Regions from separate parts of the Danio rerio genome. Here region 1 is linked to region 2. Evidence: chromatin contacts called from public HiChIP or PLAC-seq data. All regions are on one chromosome and are shown on one strand. Each heading gives the region's core, a stretch centred on a gene start, on an enhancer-like site or on the middle of the called end of the contact. The rest is flanking DNA. Distances are from core to core; before and after follow the strand shown. Region 1 holds the start of polr1f (RNA polymerase I subunit F). Region 2 holds the start of twist1a (twist family bHLH transcription factor 1a).

Region 1 (4,051 bases), core at 42-2,541, 72 kb after region 2:
TGTTAACTGAAAGTTTATAGCAAAAAAACGGACAAATTCTCTCTCCGTTGACAGTCAATTCACCCCGATTTTAAAAGCCTAAATTAAAGCTGCACAGCCAGGCCCGGCTCAAGCTTTAGGGTGGGTCAAGTGACATTCCAGGTGGGCCAAAAACAAGTTTATACAGTTGAAGTCAGAATTATTAGCTCCCCTTGTTTATTTCTCCCATTTCCGTTTAACTGAGAGCAGATTTTATTTAACATATTTATAATCATAATAGTTTTAATAACTCATATCTAATAACTGATTTATTTGATCTTTGCCATGATGACAGTCAATAATATTAGACTAGATATTCTTCAAGACACTTCTATACAGCTTAAAGTGACATTTAAAGGCTTAACTAGGGTAATTAGATAACTAGGCAGAATCCTGAATCCCTTACATAAAGAGCACCGACACATTATTTAAGCTTCCCCTGTGAACACTTTTTGATTTTAGATTTTTATGCACAGCCTAATTAGTATTAAAATTAACTTTAATAAGATGCTTTCGTGCTTCTGACCATTTCATTGTGCGTCGTATTGTGCGTTTTCTTAACACCTTTGATGGGTTATTCCCACAAATTATGATGATATAGCAGTCAACGTAGATCAATTGAGAATATAGTGGCAAACATTTTGGAGCAATGGCAAATTCCGGACCTTTGTCAGTGGGGTGGGGGTGGGGGGTAGTTCTGTCGAACCACCCAAACGGCCCCTGGCTACGGGCCTGTCATAAGTCGTCAAAAATTAACTAATGTACCAATATAAACCCAAGTTTTACCTTAATGAAAAAAAGTATGAGAAAGAAGTATAAATAAATTATGACAGAGTTTAATTTTGGGGTGAACTGTCCCTTTAAATATGCTGTCCATGTATATACAAATCACTCTTATGACACCAGAACCGTGCATCAGCTCTTGGAGCCGCGCATGTAAACAAAGCGTTAACGTCATTAATAGAGATACTTTCTAGTAATGTGTTTATGCTGCACCTGTTAGAGTATTTCAGCAGCTCTGCGTTGAGTTGCTCCTGTATGCCGGTTTTCTTCTTCTTCAGGTGTACTGGCGGCAGGGAGATGTGTCTCCGGTGAGTGTCCAGAACCAGACATGAGTATCGGGCCTTCAGCAACTTCACAGCTTCCGCGAATGACGGAATGAGGCACGAAGTCACCGCGGGGCCGCCGGTGACACTCCCGCCGGAGACCTGCGACACTTCAGAAGGATTTGTGACGGGTGTCGGAGCTCCGTCCTCCTGAGTCCAGTTCGCCATGCTGTACACATGTGGAGGAGCACGTGGTGTGTTTGCTCGTGGGTTTGAACGCGGAGAGACGCGCGACTGCCAGCGGGGAGGAGGAGAACTACACACACTGCATAAATATAATAATAAATTTTTTTTAGTTGCTGTGACGCATTGCTTTCCCCACTCTATTATATCGTAATAAAGAGATCTAAATAAATAAAGCTAAAATTTGGCGTTGATCACATGCAACTTAATTTATTATAATTTTATAGGCAAACATATTGACATTTTTTATTTTTATTTGGAGGTTTATATTATGAAATTGTCTGTTATTGTTGTACAAATTCCATTATATACATTTTAGTCATGCTATTTATTTTTTAATCCTATTTAGTTATATTTTAAAATTATAATATGAAGCAATTAATAACTATTGTGGTTTTGAAATAGGTGAATAACAGGTATGCATGTATGTAGGTCGAATGAATGAAGGAATGCATAATAAGTTAAAAAAATAAGCTTGAATGATATGCAACTTGATGCAATATAATTTTAATGGCACAATACTGACATAATATTTATCATAAGTCAAACTATTTACAATGTAAAATTACAATGTAAAGTATTTAATAACTTATGTTTTGTTTTTTGTTTGTTTTTTATATTGTAAATATTATATATATATATATATATATATATATATATATATATATATATATATATATATATATATATATAAATAAATAACCAAATGTATGCTGTGTGAGGTGTTGATCAGTCATTTAGACACAAAATACATTTGACATCTTTATTTAATTTTCATATGAAGCCTCTATATAAAAATACTGTAAATCAATAAATATCTTTACAGGCATTTTACAGTGTGCATCTTATACGATCAGGATAAAAGCATTCAGTTTACCATACAATATCAGGATTACAATTTCAGATTGAACATTCCCTTTAGGTAGATACAGGGAGAGAGAGAGAAAGAGAGAGAGAGAGAGAGAGAGAGAGAGAGAGAGAGAGAGAGAGAGAGAGAGAGAAAGGGAAAGGTTGAACAAAGCTTTGTTTTTACATCGTGTCCAGAATCTCTTCATTTCAAACAGAATTTAAAAACAACATTTTCTATTCTAAAATTCAACTAAAAAGAAATAATTCAAGATTATTCACTAATTTCTAATATTTTATCCTTCCTTTTACCAAACATATAACATTGACTCTGCATCAACTGAACCAATTCACTTCCAAAGTGCAGTTTTTGCCGTACCAATCAAATAATTCAATAAACACCCTTTATATCTATCCACTACTTTGTATCTGATCCCACCCAGCACTGTAAAAATGCAGGGTTCCACACAATTCATTCATGCTGTCCCAACACAAATCTATTGAGTTTAACTTAATCGTTTTTACAAATTTAAGTGAATCGAACAATAAACATTGAACAATTGAGTTATCCCTAAAAAACATAAGATCTGTGTTGTTTCAACTCATTTTAACTCTTGTGTTCTGTTCAAATTGACTCCCCTTTCATTATGTTGGGGGCTGTTTTTGCCCCATTAATCTCCATTATAATGCAAAGGCATGACAGCTTATAATTATGCATTCCTTGATTGTTGGTGGTTTTCCTTGTTGGGAAGAGTTAAAATGTGTCATTTTTACTGTCGATCATCAGTTTGAAGCATTAACCCTTTAGATAGGCCTGCATAGACAAGTGTCTGGATTTTATATGTGGAGTAAAACAGCAGATTATAGTGTGTGTGTGTGTGCAGAAATTACTGTGTTTACTGTGTTCTGAAAGCTGAGCTGATTATTTAGATTTTCTCAGACATGTCAAGATGAATGCACAAAGGTCTCTCTTAAGCCTAGTTCACACTACAGGATTTTAAACATCATCAGATCGCTGTGCCGTTCACACTACATGACTTGACTTTGTGTCTTTTAATCTCTGTGGTGTTCACACTACTCAACACTCCGTGAACGATCCACAAGAGGGGGGTCACACACTACATGATCTGACAACATCTCATTCCCCATCAGCTCATTCAAGCTACCAAACCACAGCCAATGAAAATTTGAGGGAGGAGTCGTCAGAAAAAAGCTCAACACTATTGGCTGCTTTTGTGCTGATTACATCACTGACAGCGTTTCAAGCTTTGGAGAAAGCATTTAAAAACATCGTCAAATCAGCTGATTTATCAGCGGATTAATCACTCATCTGCAGGTTCCAGTGGATAGATACACAGAAAGTTTTTAATTTTTGTAATTTTATAACTCTTTGAAATAAAACTGACATATTTATAACACCCTGCCGTTTTCTAACTATCAGTGTATTTCTTTCTGACATTGTTATTTTTTTTATTACAAAACAGTAAAGAACTGAGCATTTCTGCCTGAAATTACCAAATTGGTCAAAATGACTGCATGCATGTCTGATACTTTTCACTGTGACTTTAAATATGTGTGCATTTTCTTGCCAAGTAACTTCCTGCTAACATAAACAAAACTTTCTGATGGCAAAAACATCAATTTACTTCAGATATCTTTCAAAACAGCAGATTCTGTGCTGTTAAATAGCTCCTGTTTAAAAGTGAAAATGAAAGCCAAGACCTTTGCGTGTTCCAGTATCTTAACTACATATTTATAGGCTGTATTGCCAAAAAAAGATGATATTTTTAGGGTAATGGTGTCATTAAATATGATGCCAGACATTCAAAGCTTAATTTTAATATCTCATATTAAAATATGTTGTGACAGTATGGCGTTTTATGTGAGAACGGTCAGAA
Region 2 (3,779 bases), core at 90-2,589:
TAAATACTGGTTTGTCTGAAGTGGAAAAGATTGTTTATAAATAACACCAGATTATTATGAAGCATTTTAGGTGCAAATTCGGTATTTGAAATTTTGAATATGTTTTTAAAAATCTGAATTACATTTAAAGCATAAAGTATGCTTAAATAGGTTTTAATTTAGTTCTACATTAGCAGACAAAAGTTTGGACACAACTACTCATTCTTTATTATGGCCAAACATTTAAAATCATTAAAACCTGAGAAACTTCAAAAGTTGAGGATTATGGAGCCACCAAAACACGTGAAAACATGAAAATTAATGTTGTGATATCAACCATTTTCATGAGATTTTCAAGAACGAGTTTGATGGGTAAATATAGATAAATCACATTGTATTTACGTGTTTAAAGTAAGTCGCAAACAATCTATATGGGCTGAATTTTAACAAACAAATTAAGCTGAACATTATTTAATTTGTTTCTTTAAATTAAGCCCATATAAATTGTTTTCAATCACTTACCTTAAAAAACAAATACAACGAATAATTATTTTCAGAGTATGTATAATTGTCTACAACGTGAATGTGAAACTGTTTCATAATCAATCTAACGTATTGTGTCCACACTTTTGACTGGTTATCCAAAACCCTTGATATTCAAGTGCAAGTTTTTGAGCCTTTAAAAAGTTTTGCATCGCATACCATGCTGCATCAAACGCGTGCATCCGTGCGTTAGTGGGATGTTGACATGGACCACGCGCCCTCCATTCTCCACACAGAAAACGCGTAGCTGAGTCTCTCGTGCGCCACATAACTGCAGCTGGACATCTTGGAGTCCAGCTCATCGCTCTGCAGGACCTGACAGAGGAAGTCAATGTACCGGGCCGCGAGTTTGAGCGTCTGTATTTTGCTGAGTTTGTCCGAGGGTAAGGTGGGGATGATTTTGCGCAGGGAGGCGAACGCCTCGTTCAGAGACTGAGTCCTCTGACGCTCGCGCACGTTCGCCATGACGCGCTGCGTCTGCAGGTCCTCCAGAGACTGCGGGCTGCTGCTGCTGTTGCTGCACTTCTTGCTCCTCTTCCCGGGCGTGGGACTGTCGGAATCCTCGGCGTTTTTGCGGCTGGCGCGTTTTTTCCTGCTGACGCGCTTCGGTTGTCGCCTGTCGAGCTCCTCCTCGCTGTTTCCCAGACTGTCCACCGGAGACTCTGGAGAGCTGGAGTCCTCGTGCATCGCCTCTTCCTCAAACATCACCTCTGGAAAAGCTCAGATTGCGGGTCGTGGCTTCCCTGAGTCCGACGGAATGGGGTCAGAGGCTCGGTCCCTCTCAGCGCGTCTCCTCCTGCGTCACGGAGGGCTTTCTCAAACTCGAAGGGGAGTTTACAGGATCTTATAGTCTGGAAGGAGCTAACTTTTTGGGCTGGCCTGCGATTGGACGAGAAGCTGAGTGATGTAAGAAGGGAGAGGCGGGAGGGGACCGCGATCCAAAGGGTTCCGTTATACCAAGAATCAAACGTCTGAGCCAATCAAAGCGCTTCATTTAAAATAAACACAACATAGGCACGCTGTTGATGTTAATATCATTGAAATGCATTAAAATAGAATTGAAAATCCTTTTTTTTGTGTCAAAGAAATAGCCAAATATATCTAAATGAGCATCCATCATCCATTCATGACATGTCAGAATAGTGATCCAACGAAAATACTGAGACTTGCGCTGACAAATTAATTGTAGACTGATTCATCATGACAAATGAACTGATGATCTGCTGATATTTTAGACTCAGATGCAGATGTACTGTTAATACAACTACATAATCTAACTGAAAAGAGTATTTTGCATTGGTTAAAACACAACAATCAAGTACTATTAACCATTTCAAAATATTCAGATGAAGTACAGTTGAATGAATGAGCTGATGATCTGATTTTTAGCATCACAGTTTTCTGCATTTTAAATTAAACAGAACAGAAATGAATGCATGCTGACAAACACTAAAATGCCATCAAGTCAAAGTAATGAGGCTGGTGATTGAGATCATAAAACACTGAAACATTTAGTCCTGAATATATTGGCTGTATAGCCAAATCCATCACAGTGATTAATCTGTAATCATTAAAAGGGCTTTTCAGTTGGCCAGATTTCAGTCTGCTTTCTGGAATGAGCCGAGAGACTTTATGATTTGCGACCTGGCAACCTTGGATCAAAACCCCTCCAAAAATGCTGAATGCACATAAAATGTCAAAATCAAAGCTTTTCTTTTAGTGGATTTACATTTACAGCATCAATCATGTCGTTAATGCATTAATGAAATGTTCTGCCAATTTACACCCTGGCAGCTCTGGAGAACTGTGTCATTATTCTCAGCCAGTGTGCCGAAATCCTCCTCAAGTCACAGTAAAAGAAGAGTGAATCTGGGTTGGCTAAGCAGACCTCATTGTTTATTTGAACATGCTCTGAAATGCATGTCTGTGTTAGTGTTATTGCAGAGTCAGGTTTCCTTCTGCACGGTTTTCATACGCAGCGGGTCGCCAAGCGCAGACGACGCACAAACTGTGTGGCCTCTTCAGTCCAACACAAACACACTCCCAAACTGGCCTTTTGCGTTCACATCCAGAGTCTGCATTATCTGCGCAAACCACACAAACGTAAGGCTCACCTCGGTTTCTGTAAAAGTTATATTATGCATTCAAATGTAACCACCAAAAGGCTACTATAATGCATGCCACAAGACCACAAATGCCAAAACAACGTTTTAAGATTCCGCAAGAGGGCGCACGGTTGAAACTTATGCATCACTTGTAAATCTGTGTGTGACTTGAAGATTCACCCTAAGTGCACCGACCAGTGATCCATTTAATACTTGGCACGTCATGATTTTGCCAAGTACGATACATCTATGTTGATCATGGAACATCATTTTTGTTGAAAAATATAACACATACCCCTAAACCCAACCATAACTAAATTATTCCCAAAATCAGAGGGGAATAATAATTGGATAACAATCATGTAGAAGTGTAAACTTAACATAAACTGCAAAGTATTCCTTAACTCTGATTGGCTGATTGAAATGTTGTTTTAGGATCTGCATAGATGTTCATCCAGGAACATGTCTTACTTAGTGAAATCAGCCTGGCGATAATACTTGATCAATAAATGATAGAAATGATCGAGTCTAAAAGTATTCAAATTCCTCCCTGCAGAGAATGAACGCACCTGTAACAGGGTCTAAATCTTGCCACACCTGACAGGTGACTTCAGAAATAAATGTTTTTTTTAAACCAGCCACGAAACTATGCGCATTCTATCCTTTAAAACAGGCAAGACAAATTTGGGAACGCATCTAATTCAAATACAATCGGCATGACAGTGTGTATAGTGTTGTATTCTGACTAGGTTAATTTAGCATTCAGAAAACTACAGAAAGTAAAACTTATTTTCAATCATTCATTTTTTTCGGCTTAGTCCCTTTTTAAATCAGGGGCCGCCACAGCGGAATGAACCACCAACTTTTCCAACATTTTACATAGCCGATGCCCTTCCAGCTGCAACCCACCACTGGGAAACATCCATACCCTCTCATTCACACGAATACGGACAATTTAGCTTATCCAACTCACTACGTTTTTGGGAAACCGGAGCACCCGGACGAAACCCACATGCACGAACATGCAAACTCTACACAGAAATGCCAACTGACCCAGCCGGAGCTCGACCTTCTTGATGTGAGATAATTGTGCTACCCACTGCGTTAAATTGATAAACTTATTCATAAATTTGTATTAATCAAAATTCAATA

Evidence for each region. HiChIP or PLAC-seq counts read pairs in DNA pulled down with a chosen protein or histone mark.
Region 1: an H3K4me3 HiChIP or PLAC-seq map of pancreas shows a contact between it and region 2, with 6 times the contacts expected there. The contact joins the promoter of polr1f here to the promoter of twist1a in region 2. A contact is called at or near these places in 2 of 18 Hi-C or Micro-C datasets (fibroblasts and an unstated tissue) and 2 of 4 datasets of contacts at active chromatin or transcription factors (embryo and pancreas).

Annotation. Positions count from the first base shown.
Region 1 is chr19:2,668,729-2,672,779 of GRCz12tu, forward strand. It overlaps polr1f (RNA polymerase I subunit F), which reads right to left and starts at 1,292. Exons shown (of 4, transcript NM_001007153.1): 1 at 1,015-1,292. The coding sequence starts at 1,292. It overlaps tmem196 (transmembrane protein 196), which reads right to left. Exons shown (of 3, transcript XM_073931359.1): 3 at 2,057-4,051.
Region 2 is chr19:2,596,507-2,600,285 of GRCz12tu, forward strand. twist1a (twist family bHLH transcription factor 1a) reads right to left here and starts at 1,340. Exons shown (of 2, transcript NM_130984.2): 1 at 682-1,340. The coding sequence starts at 1,227. The coding sequence ends at 712.